Linked DNA regions of Sus scrofa: region 1 is linked to region 2. Evidence: chromatin contacts called from public Hi-C data. All regions are on one chromosome and are shown on one strand. Each heading gives the region's core, a stretch centred on a gene start, on an enhancer-like site or on the middle of the called end of the contact. The rest is flanking DNA. Distances are from core to core; before and after follow the strand shown. Region 1 holds the start of C1H15orf41. Region 2 holds the start of MEIS2 (homeobox protein Meis2).

Region 1 (5,213 bases), core at 1,253-3,752, 530 kb before region 2:
TTAAAAAAAAAACATGCATTGAGGAAATTCCTGTTGTAGCTCAGCAGGTTACAAACCGGACTAGTATCCATGAGGATGTAGGTTCAATCCCTGGCCTTGCTCAGCAGGTTAAGGATCCAGCATTGCTGTGAGCTGTGGTGTAGGTTGCAGACATGGCTCAGATCTGGCGTTGTTGTGGCTGTGGTGTAGGCTGACAGCTGTATCTCAGATTCAGCCCCTAGCCTGAACATCCGTATGCTTCGGGTGTGGCCTTAAAAAGCAAAAAAAAAAAAAAAAAAAAAAAAAAAGGCATTGAATTTGGCAGATTCAACGAACAGACTGTTTAAAAACCTGACTGACTCTTTCCAAGGTGAAGCATCTTCTTCTCCTTTGCACTCTGCCTAGAACTCTTTGCTCCAGCCAGAATAACTTTCCCATGCGCGTGACTTGGCTCATTCTTATTTTTAGTCTATTGTGTTTAGCACTCTTGAAATGACCTTCTGACACCTCCCTGGCAAACCCCACATTCCTTTAAAATTGTTCATTATTCACATGGTCCCAAATTGGCAGAAAGAAACCTGGCCAAGCAACTCACTCAAGACATCTTTCAGGGCTGTAGCTTCTTCCTGGGAGCTGCACCAAGGCGCATTTTGACACGTTTCCTTGCTATGATTTCCTACACTTTTTTTCATATTTGTAATCTTTCTATCGGAATTACAAAGCTCCATTTCTTGGGGTTACACTGAGGACCTTCAGGATCAGAGAGGCTGTCACTCGCTCAAGGCCACACAACATACAGCTGATTTTAAACAGGTAGCCAGTTCTTCAGCGTTTTCATTTGGTATTGTTTTCATTTCATGACCCTACTTCCCTTTGTAGAAAATGGTTGGTGTTGCTGACAGACTGAGAAACTGTGGGGAGATTCCAGCCATGGAGTCAGAGAAGATGAGGGGCACAGAGTGGGATTCAAGACATGGGGCAGGATGGAGGAGGTTAAGAGAGGGAGAAAGGGTGCCTTAGAAATAATTGGCTTACTCTAAGCATGACACGTTAGAGGAAAATAAGAAATACCTAAACAGCAGCACCACCACATTTCTGCTTTGCTTCTATTTTGTGCTTAATAAACAACACTATTGTCACTGCCAATGAAAACAGCAACATAACTGTGCTTTTCCCCTGGTGCTAACTCTAAACAATCTACTGGATTGGGGTCAAAATTGTAAACTGCCAGCATGTTAAAAATAAAAACAGAAAAACAAACCTGGCCTTTTCCTTTAGGGTTGTGAGGGTGAATGCAGGACAAGAGCCAGAGAGAAGAGTTACTATAAAAAATAACTAGTGCAAACATCCTTGAACTGATGTTTTCTATAAAAATCCCGTTGGCTGTGAATTGAAAAGAGTGAAGTGGGGAAGGAGAAAGGAATGGGGGATCAAGTGGAGTCTGCTTATCGTCAGCTGGCTTTCATGTAAGAGTCATGGCAGGGTCAGCAACAAACTAGCCAGGTGGCAACTCCAGGCCATGCTGCCATAAATAAATAGTTATGTACTAATGTCACACAACCAGGGTTAGATGCAAAGCATATGGGAAGAACATTCTGATGTAAATAGTCGAAAGACTCTAAGGTTGCTGGATTCAGGATCCACTGTTGATACTGGACTTCGAGACGCCTGAGAAAATAAAGTGGTGAAACTTTTTAAAAAGCTGCACTGAAAGATTCTTTGAAATATAAATTGTTCTCTTTCAAAAAAAAAATCCTGAACCTTTGGCCTAAGAGAGTGTGATTTTTTGATTTTTCTTTTGGCGGGTGTGTGTAGTAATTAAACATTACCAGAGTTGGCAAGAGCACAGACCCTGGAACCAAATTTCAGGAGTTTAAACTACCCCTGTTGCTTACTTGTTCTCATGACCTCTGGGAAGGTCATGACTTAACCTTTTCATGCCTCAGTTTATTCATCCTGCACAAAAGGGAGGAAGAGAAGGATAATAGCAATAGTACCTGCCTCATAGGAAATTATATGGATCAAAGGAGTGAATGTGTAGGGAACAAATGACACCTGATAAATGCCATGACCTATCACTATTAAGTAGTCTTACACAGGTTATTTATCTTCCATAAACTATCTGCTGGATACTAAGCTAAGGAATCTATTCCTTGTACTATTCTATTTAATCTTATAAATAACCCCATGAATTAAAAATCAACTTTACAGACAAAGGAACTGAGGCTTCGATGGATTAAGAAATTTATCCAAGGAGGCATGTCTAAGTTAAACTTCCAACCCAGGCCTTATTACATACTTAAAAAAAAAAAAAATTAACCATTTACACATTCTTTAAAATCTAAACGCTTTTTTCCCTTCATTGCTCAAAATGTTAAAACTTGAAAAGAAATACAACACGTGGGCTTCTGAGAACCAAAAAGTTTTTGAAAGGATTAGGGGAGGGTCTGATATCCTAATCAATGGCCTCGGGGGATGTGCGATCCGCTCACAGCAGGTACAGAAACAGATTAATTCGTCCACTGACTTTTTTCTCCAAACATTTATTGAACGCCTACTATTTTCTGAGAGCTAGGGATTCAAAGAAGAGTAAGAAATGATTTACTTGAGCACCTAACCTTGAGGAGTGAGGGTGATATTCTTTGCCGCGGGCAGTCTGATGATGTGAGTTTTGTTTTCTAGTCTGTTTGCCAAAGTGGCCATTACTGTCTGCAGAAGTAGTCGAACTCCCCTCAATGCAAGCCAGGCGGTCTGTATCCAGCGATCCTAAAGGGGTTTGGGTTTTACAGTTCCTCCGCTCGGACTCGCAGAGCGCAGAGACTTTACCAGAGAGAAGGCGTAAATCTTTATAAAGCCAGCCTCCGATTGGTGCTGCAGGAAAACGGCGCGTTTGGAAGCGTGTTCAAATCGCGCGCCCTGGCTGTGGCTTTCCCGGGCTCAGGCTTAAGAATCGCGGGTACGTGTGTGCCCTGCTATCCGGTCGATGAGCCAGGGCTCCCTGCCTTCTGGCAACAGGGAAGGTGTGAGCTCCACGAGAATCCCAGGTTAATCCCAGGTGAGCACCGCTCAGGGACCGGCCCTTAGAGAATTAGGCGCTACCTCTGCCTGCGGCTGTTACTTCCTGGTTGGCTTGCCCTTAACTGACATGGCGGCCCGTGCCTTCAGCCGGGCCCACTGCGGCTGCTCAGAAAGCCAAAGACGGGCAGTTGTTCTACAGCCCGCCTCCCGCCGCGGAGCTGCTGGGTGAAGGCTAGGGTGTGCTGCCGGGGGGGCGGGTGCGAGGGGTTAGGGGCAAGCCCCGGAAGTCGAGTACCCGGCGCCTTGCCGCAGTGTGCCCAGCCTCGTATCCCGACACCAAGGCTGCTCGAGCCCAGGGTGCTTCTTTCATTTTTCCTACCATTTCCCAGTCCCTGGCCCAATATGATACTGACCAAAGCCCAGTACGACGAGATAGCCCAGTGCTTAGTGTCTGTGCCGCCTACCAGGCAGAGCCTGAGGAAGCTGAAGCAGAGGTTTCCCAGGTAAGTGCCCATCGCCCCTCTCAGACAGCCCTTTGCCTGCAGCAGCTGTGTCTGGCAGCCCAGCCAGTGCTTGGAAACCACGTGTCGCACATGAGTGGGGAGCAACACGAGTGTCAAGTGTTAGGAGATCAGGGATGGTGAAAACGTTTCTTCTTTCGCCTGCCTTTCTCAGGAGAGTTTTAATGAATGAATCCCAGGCCGCTTCCCAAGGCCTTGCAGTTAAGTCTAGATAACATATGTTTATTGAAAACCGGGTTTGTGCTAGGTATGAGCGCACATAGTATGTGCTCCATAAATGTCTAGTGGTTAATTGACAGGTACTAGGAATGGATGCTAGGTGGCACGGCCCTCTCAAGGTGAAAGTATGAATTGTTGACTCAAATGGAAGACACTTTTCAATTGGCCCCTGGAAACAAACAAGGGAGCACAGGCTTCTTATTGTCAACTATGTTTCTCTACTGCAATTAGGTTACCTCACAGGCCTCTTATTGTCAACTATGTTTCTCTACTGCAATTAGGTTACCTCAAGTGTTCCAGGCCTGTCCCAGAGGCTGTTACCCTAGGGATTAAGCTCTTGGGTCAAGATTGGTCTTCTGGACAGCCATATGTATACACATTCCAGGTGTATTTCATACTACTCCCCCCCAAAATGGCTTTTTTCCCCAGTAATTTTAGGATTATCCAACTTTTTTTGTTTGTTTGTTTTTTGCGGGCCCCCCCCCCCCCCTTTTTAAGGCCTAATCTGCGGCATATGGAAGTTCCCAGGCTAGGGGTTGAATGGGAGCTGTAGCTGCCAGCCTACACCACAGCCACAGCAACTCGGGATCTGAGCCACTTCTTCCACCTACACTACTGTTAATGGCAAGGCCAGATCCTTAACCCCCTGAGCGAGGCCAGGGATTGAACCCGCATTCTCATGGATCCTAGTTGGGATTGTTAGCCACTGAGCCACAAAGAGAACTCCCAGGGATTATCCAACTTTTAAAAAAGGAACTTTAGAAACTATATGCTGTAGATTTCATTTTAAAGGTGTACAAACCGAGGCCCTGACGTTACACAGAGACCAGTCTCGGGCAACAAGTTATTGTCTTTGTGCTGTGTTAAAAGTATAGAATGTTGGAGTTCCCATTGTGGCTCAGTGGGTTAAGAACCCAACTAGTATCCATGAGGATGTGGGTTTGATCCCTGGCCTTGCTCAGTGGGTTAAAAGATCCAGTGTTGTTGTGAGCTGTGGTGTAGGTAGCAAACACAGCTGTAGCATAGGCCGGAAGCTGCAGCTCCGATTTGACCCCTAGCGGGGGAACTAACATATGCCACAGGTGTGGCCCTAAAATTAAAAAAAAAAAAAAAGACGAGATGTAGAATGTTTATTCACTTTTCTTCCATTTCAAAATCAGATCCAAGCTTCTGCCATTTTCCTTTGTGGCCCTGAGCACCTTTACCTAATGGAGAGCTTCCTTGAGCTTGATATGTAGCCCTTGAGCAGACATCACCATGAAAGTGTTTTCTTGAAGAAAGAGATTATTAGGTAATTGGTTATCAGTAAAGTACAAAGTGAAGCAGGAATTGAAGGTCTTTTATGACCTTAATTTTCTGAAGGACTCAGTTTTCTAAATTGGTAAAATGAAGGGATCTCTTTTTAATATTATCCAGATTTAATTTATCCCCTTATAGTCTTTAAGATTTTTTTTTTTTTTAAATGGCTGCTTTGAG
Region 2 (5,419 bases), core at 1,783-4,282:
TAGTGATTCCCAGGCTCTCGGTAGGAAACAGAAAAGAGAAAAAAGTTGCTCCTCAGCAGCAAGAAACTTTCTCCTTCGTCAAGGCCTCTGTTATGGAGGCTGAAAGGACCAGCTCTGCGTCCTTTGGCCAGGAATCCCGTCCTTGGGGAGAAGGCCCTGGCAAGATTCTGAGGACTCAGTCACTCCCCGCTGTAGGGTCCGGAGTGACGGGGCCGTGGGGTTGAAAGAAGCCCACTCGCCCCCGGACTTACATTAAAGAGGTAGAAAAGCAGGCCCCCTTCGCTGTCCTTTCTTCAGGCAAGCGGTTCCGCCCCCCTACCCTAAGGAGAAACAACTCCCCACTTGGTCGTCCACCCTTCTCATCCCCCACAGAGACAAACACGTACTCGCACACACCCTCACACACGGTATGCTGGGCCAGGAGGGGTGGGGGTTGGTTTACCCATAGATCGCGTCCTTGTCCCGCTTCAAGGCATCGTTGACAGCGGATCCCATGCTGGCCGGCATGACATTGGGGTGCGGGGCGTGCGCGCCGTAGTGCTGCGTGGCGTGGAGCGGCGGTCCGTGGTTCAAGTGGTGAACCGGCGGGATCGGCCGCGGAGCGTGCGGGTCTCCGTACATGGAAGCAGGCACCCCTACTCCGTCCATCCCGCCGTAATGGGGCAGCTCATCGTACTGGCAGAACCCGGCAAAGGGGCGGGGGGCGAAGGAGGTGATCGAGAACCAGGAGACGAGGGGAGACAGGAAAAGAAGTAGGGAGAAGAGAGCGAGGAGAGAAGTGAGGAAGGAATAGAATGAGAGACAGGGAGAAAGGGAAGGAAAGAAGGGAGGAGGAGGAGGCGGGGGGAGGGGGACGGGAGAGGAAGAGAGAGGAGAATAAAAATAAAAACAAAGTCAGAAAGGAGAAGAGTACCGAGCACAAGTTGAACATACAAGAAACCAAACCAGCCGAAACAACGGAGTTGAAAGTTGGGGATGGGGGGTGTTCTTAAATTTAAAAAAAAAAATGAAAAATTATGAACCGAGAGCAGCGTTTAGAGCCGGGAGAGGGGGCGGTGAGGCCGGGGGCTGAGCCGGCGCCGGGAGGTCCCGCTCCGGCCAGAGGCAGCAGAACCGTAGCGAGCCAACCGAGGGAGAAGTGGAGTTAGTGTGAGGAGGAAGCCCCGGATCCCACCCCTAACCCCCCTTCGCCTCCTCCAGAGGATCCAATAAATCAAAAGGCGAAATGAAACAAAATAAAGAGAAGAAAAACGCTAATAATCAGGAAGAGAACGCCGAGGACGAGGGAAGACTGGGGCCAGTGCCTCCCCGGGGGCAGGGAGCGGAGGGTGGGAGGGGGTGGGAGGGGAATAACGTGAAAGTTACCAGAAACATTATTTAGCAGCGGATTCCCTGCGTCCTTGTCAATTTCAGAGACAAAACAAGCAGCCCAGGCTAGTCTAGGCGGCGGCGCAGCGGCTGCGGCAGCGCGGCCCCAGCGGCGGCCCCGGCGGCGGCTCCTACGCAGCCGGTGCCCGCCCGGAGCCGCGGGAGCAGCGGCGGCAGCGGCGCAGCAGCGGCAGCGGCGGCAGCAGGAGAACCGGGGGAATCGCGCTGCTGGGGTAAAAGCTGGAGCGAGGCGAAAGCGTGTAACAATTGCACTCGCACACACACACACACACACACCACTCACACGCACTCGCCGCCCGCCCGCTCGCACAGCGCTGAAACACGCGCGCCCAGACACGCACACACGCACGCACACACACTCGCACACACGCAGAGGCACGGGGGGGAAAGAAGCCGATGAATAATTTTGCTGCTATTTTTTTAAATACTGGCCGCCATCATCAAGCAGCGAGCAGCAGCAGCAGCGTTGAAGGGAGAGGAGGCAGCGGGACAGGCCCCTCTTAGGAGAGGATTTATATCTAGGTAAGTGTTGGAGATTTAAACCTACCCTTTGCGCCATCAGTCTGCGCTCCAATAAACTCCTGGATGTGTCGTATATTTAATATCCCAGTCCGGATAAGAAAGTGATCTAGGCTGAAGATTCCTTTTTTTTTTTTTTTTTCCAAACCAAGGAGACTTCTCCCAATTCTCCAATATGTTATTTTTAGGGAAAGAAAAAAAAAAAAGCCCAGGCAACACAACGAAGTTTTTTTTTTCCTGTGATATTTCTTCTTTTTCTCTTTTTTCCTCTTCTTCCTCCTCCTCCTGATCTTCCTCCTCCTCCTCCACCTCCTCCTCCCCCCTCCCCTCCTCCTCCTCCTCCTCTTCGGTCCTCCTTTCCCCCTCTTTCTCTTCTCTTCCCCTCAGTTGGAAAAAAAAAAAAAAAAAGAAAAAGAAAAAGAAGAAAAAGAATAAAAAAAAATTGTCAAGCCCCCGAACTGAAGGTTACGAGCGGCCCGTCAGCAGCCCACATGTAACCGAACTGTCGTGTTTCATGGCTTTTTGCCACTCCAGCTGTCAATCAAAGCCCGGAATGTCAAGGTAGTGAATGAATGATGGTTGATGATGATGAAGAGGAGGAATCTTTCAGACCCGTTTTTTTTCTTCCAGTAAACTCCGCGAGGGGTTTCTGCTTCTTGAATTTTTTCCTCCCCCCTCCCCCTCGTTTAGCTTTGCCCCCGCTGTATATATAATATGATCCTCTCTCTTTAAAGTATCGTTCAAAGAAAGCAAGGGGGGAAAAATCAAGAAAAAAATGAATAGTTTGCAAAAATTGGACTTCCTCCCCCCCTTTCCTGGTAGGTATTTTGTCTCTCCCTCTCTCTCTTTCTCGCTCGCTCGCTCTCACTCGCGCTCGCTCTCTCGCGCTCGCTCTCTCGCGCTCTCTTTCTCTCTCTGGGAGATGAGTGAGTGTCAGTAGGTGTTGGCAGGTTGGCTGCTGCCTGGCTTATAGAAGAGCCTCAGTTTGGCGGCGCGGGTCGGCGGCGGGAGAACGAAATGACGGAACCCGGAAGTCGTGGTGGCCATAGCCCGTCGTACGGCGGAGACACATCCCGGGAGTGGGGAGCGGGAGCGAGGAGGAGCGCGCCGCGCGGAGCCTCTGATATGCAGCGAGTGCGATCGGACTGCCCCGGTTGGGGGGCGGGAGAGACTGGGGGGGGGCGGGAGGGGGAGGGGAGGCAGGAACCTGGTAGACCCGAGCAAATCAGCGAGGCTGCTCCTCCGCGGGGACGGCGCGGGGGGAGGCGGGGGGAAGGAGGGAGGAAGAGGAGTGAGAGAGTGTGTGTGTGTGTGTGTGTGTGTGTGTGTGTGTGTTCGCGCGCGCGCGTGCCTGTGTGTGCGCGCGCGCGCACGTGAGAACAGAAGGAGGGAGAGAAGGGGGGAGAGAGAGAATGAGAATGAAGAGGACAGGGAGAGCGCAGAGAGGAAAACTGCAGAAAACCACAGGGAAAGTACGGTACAGCCTCAGATTTTTTATTTTTTTTTTTAAACTTACTTCTAGGTCATCTCCCCATCACTCCCGGCTCCTGCCTAACGGGGTCGTGACGGGGACGTTTGGCATGGCGCTCTTGCTTTTGTTCCTTTTAATTCCGCGAGCCCCTACGCCTCTGCCAGCGGACTTTCGTGCCCCGAAGGCTTCTTTTTCTTTTCTCTTTTTTAAATCTTTCTTTTTTTTGCTTTCACCCAGGGACTGCAGAATCTGCAGACAGTACCACCGTCCGACTAGAGTTTTGTTTTTAAGTGGTACTTTCTTTCCTGTGCAGATCCAGGACGCTTGTTGTCTACATTCCATCCCCCCCACTCCCTGCCCCAGAGGAGAAGAGACCAGCTTAACTCAAAGAGCACACGCTCCAAGCTGTGCGGACAAGGGGCCACCCTGGAGAGTCTTTGGGGGCCGCGGTGGAATCAGGAGGGAGGAAGTGGGGTGGGAGTCATTTGGGTGTTTGATGTTCTCTGATGTTGCCAAAGGGAGTGTGTGTGTGTGTGTGTGTGTGTGTGTGTGTACGCGCGTGCACGACTTGTGTGCGCCTCCGAAGTGGATCCCACTTAGAGCTGGGAAGCACTGGAGAGGAAGAGAGAGAGAGTGGTGCCTGGCGAGGACTGGCCGGCACTCCCTGCCCAGCTTTGTTGTGGTCGCCTGGAGCACAGAGGCCAGGGCGCCGTGTCGCGGGCTAACGGCACTGTTAATTACACCGGACAGTTTCGCGGGATCAAGAAGATGGGACCGACTCCGAATGAAGTTTTCCAAAAATGAAAAGCAGGAGAGTGGGGGGGAGGAAGGTAACTACCCCTCATCATTTGTATAGAAAGTAGTTTTAGCTAGTGTCTCGCGGAATCCGTGGCTGGAGCTGCAACCAGCCTCACCTCCGTGCGACGGAGTATCCCGGCAGCGGCGCGTCAATCACTCCGAGCCCGGAGCTAGGGGCGGAGCTAAGGTCTCCCAGCGCGCGCGGCGCTGCAGACCCCGAGGCCCCCAGGCTCTGGGCAGCCTAGCAGCCGGCCCAGAGCTGGGAGCGTGCCCTCTCCCAGCAACTTGCGCTCGCCCTGGCTAAGGGCCACCGGCCCAGAGAATTGAAAGCAGACTGTTCCTCAGCAGCCGCCCCCTTTTCCAACTTTGAACCCATTCTGGAGAGTAAAAAGTAGCGTCTCCTCTGCGCCGGGCTTTGACCCGACTTCCCGGGAGATGGTGGAGCGAGGGCGCAAGGAGAATAATGTAGTGTCTGGGGGTGGGGGGGGTAGGAGAGAGAGTAGGCAGACAGGTTTGTTTGTTTGTTTGTTTGCCCGTCCCCCCCCCCTTCACTGTAAGCTTTTGGGCAACTCTCAACTGGGCTTAGGTTGCAGCCTACAGAGACTCCAAGCGGAGTAGGAGAAATTTGGCCCGGTTTTAATAGGGCTGGGGAATGAGCTCCGGAGGTCAATAAAGCCCTCCAAAAATGATGAATGATTGAGCACCTGTGATGATGATAGTGATTACCAGAGCAATTAAACAGTTTGATTAAATGAGCCATCATAACAATGATGTCTGCGGGAAATCGGCCTCACATATAAAAAAGATAGTGCAGAGGGGCTGGCAGCCGCCAGGGTAGCACGGCGTCAGGGAGCCGGGCCGCGGACCACTCGGTATTTGCCAGGGTGGCTGGAGCAGGGACTGCCCCGCGCGCGGAGCCTGGGAGAGATGAGTCTACCCCAGGTTTTCAGCCACTCAGAATCCGGGCTTCAAGCCTGCAAGAGCCGACCGGTGAGAAACCTGCAGGTTGGGGGGGGATCCCCCCTCATTTTTTCCCCCCAGGACTCCAAGATTAAAAGCATCCTTATTTGTTGCTGAGTTGTTCGTCGACGTATAAGAAAAGGTGAGTAAAAAAAAAAAAAAGTTGCAAAAGAAGTGAAAAATTTGACTTCCAGAATTTTATTACAAGAAACAAGTATGCGAATTCAGTTTAGCCAGGGCAGGAAGGATGAGAGAGGAAAAAACCAAACTGGTCTCGCTGCG

Evidence for each region. A called contact is a pair of places that touch in the nucleus more often than the background predicts.
Region 1: a contact with region 2 is called in a Hi-C map of embryonic fibroblasts, with 1.4 times the contacts expected there. The contact joins the promoter of C1H15orf41 here to the promoter of MEIS2 in region 2. A contact is called at or near these places in 2 of 47 Hi-C or Micro-C datasets (embryonic fibroblasts and heart right ventricle).

What each region holds. Positions count from the first base shown.
Region 1 is chr1:134,536,163-134,541,375 of Sscrofa11.1, reverse strand. It overlaps C1H15orf41, which reads left to right and starts at 2,502. Exons shown (of 9, transcript XM_021098122.1): 1 at 2,502-3,034. All of the region lies in intron 1 of LOC110261472 (a long non-coding RNA gene), which reads right to left.
Region 2 is chr1:134,011,255-134,016,673 of Sscrofa11.1, reverse strand. It overlaps MEIS2 (homeobox protein Meis2), which reads right to left and starts at 3,032. Exons shown (of 13, transcript XM_021098059.1): 1 at 1,937-3,032; 2 at 443-675. The coding sequence starts at 1,948. LOC110259520 reads right to left here and starts at 4,553. Exons shown (of 3, transcript XM_021084938.1): 1 at 4,463-4,553; 2 at 4,294-4,384; 3 at 2,034-3,079. The coding sequence starts at 4,553. The coding sequence ends at 2,842.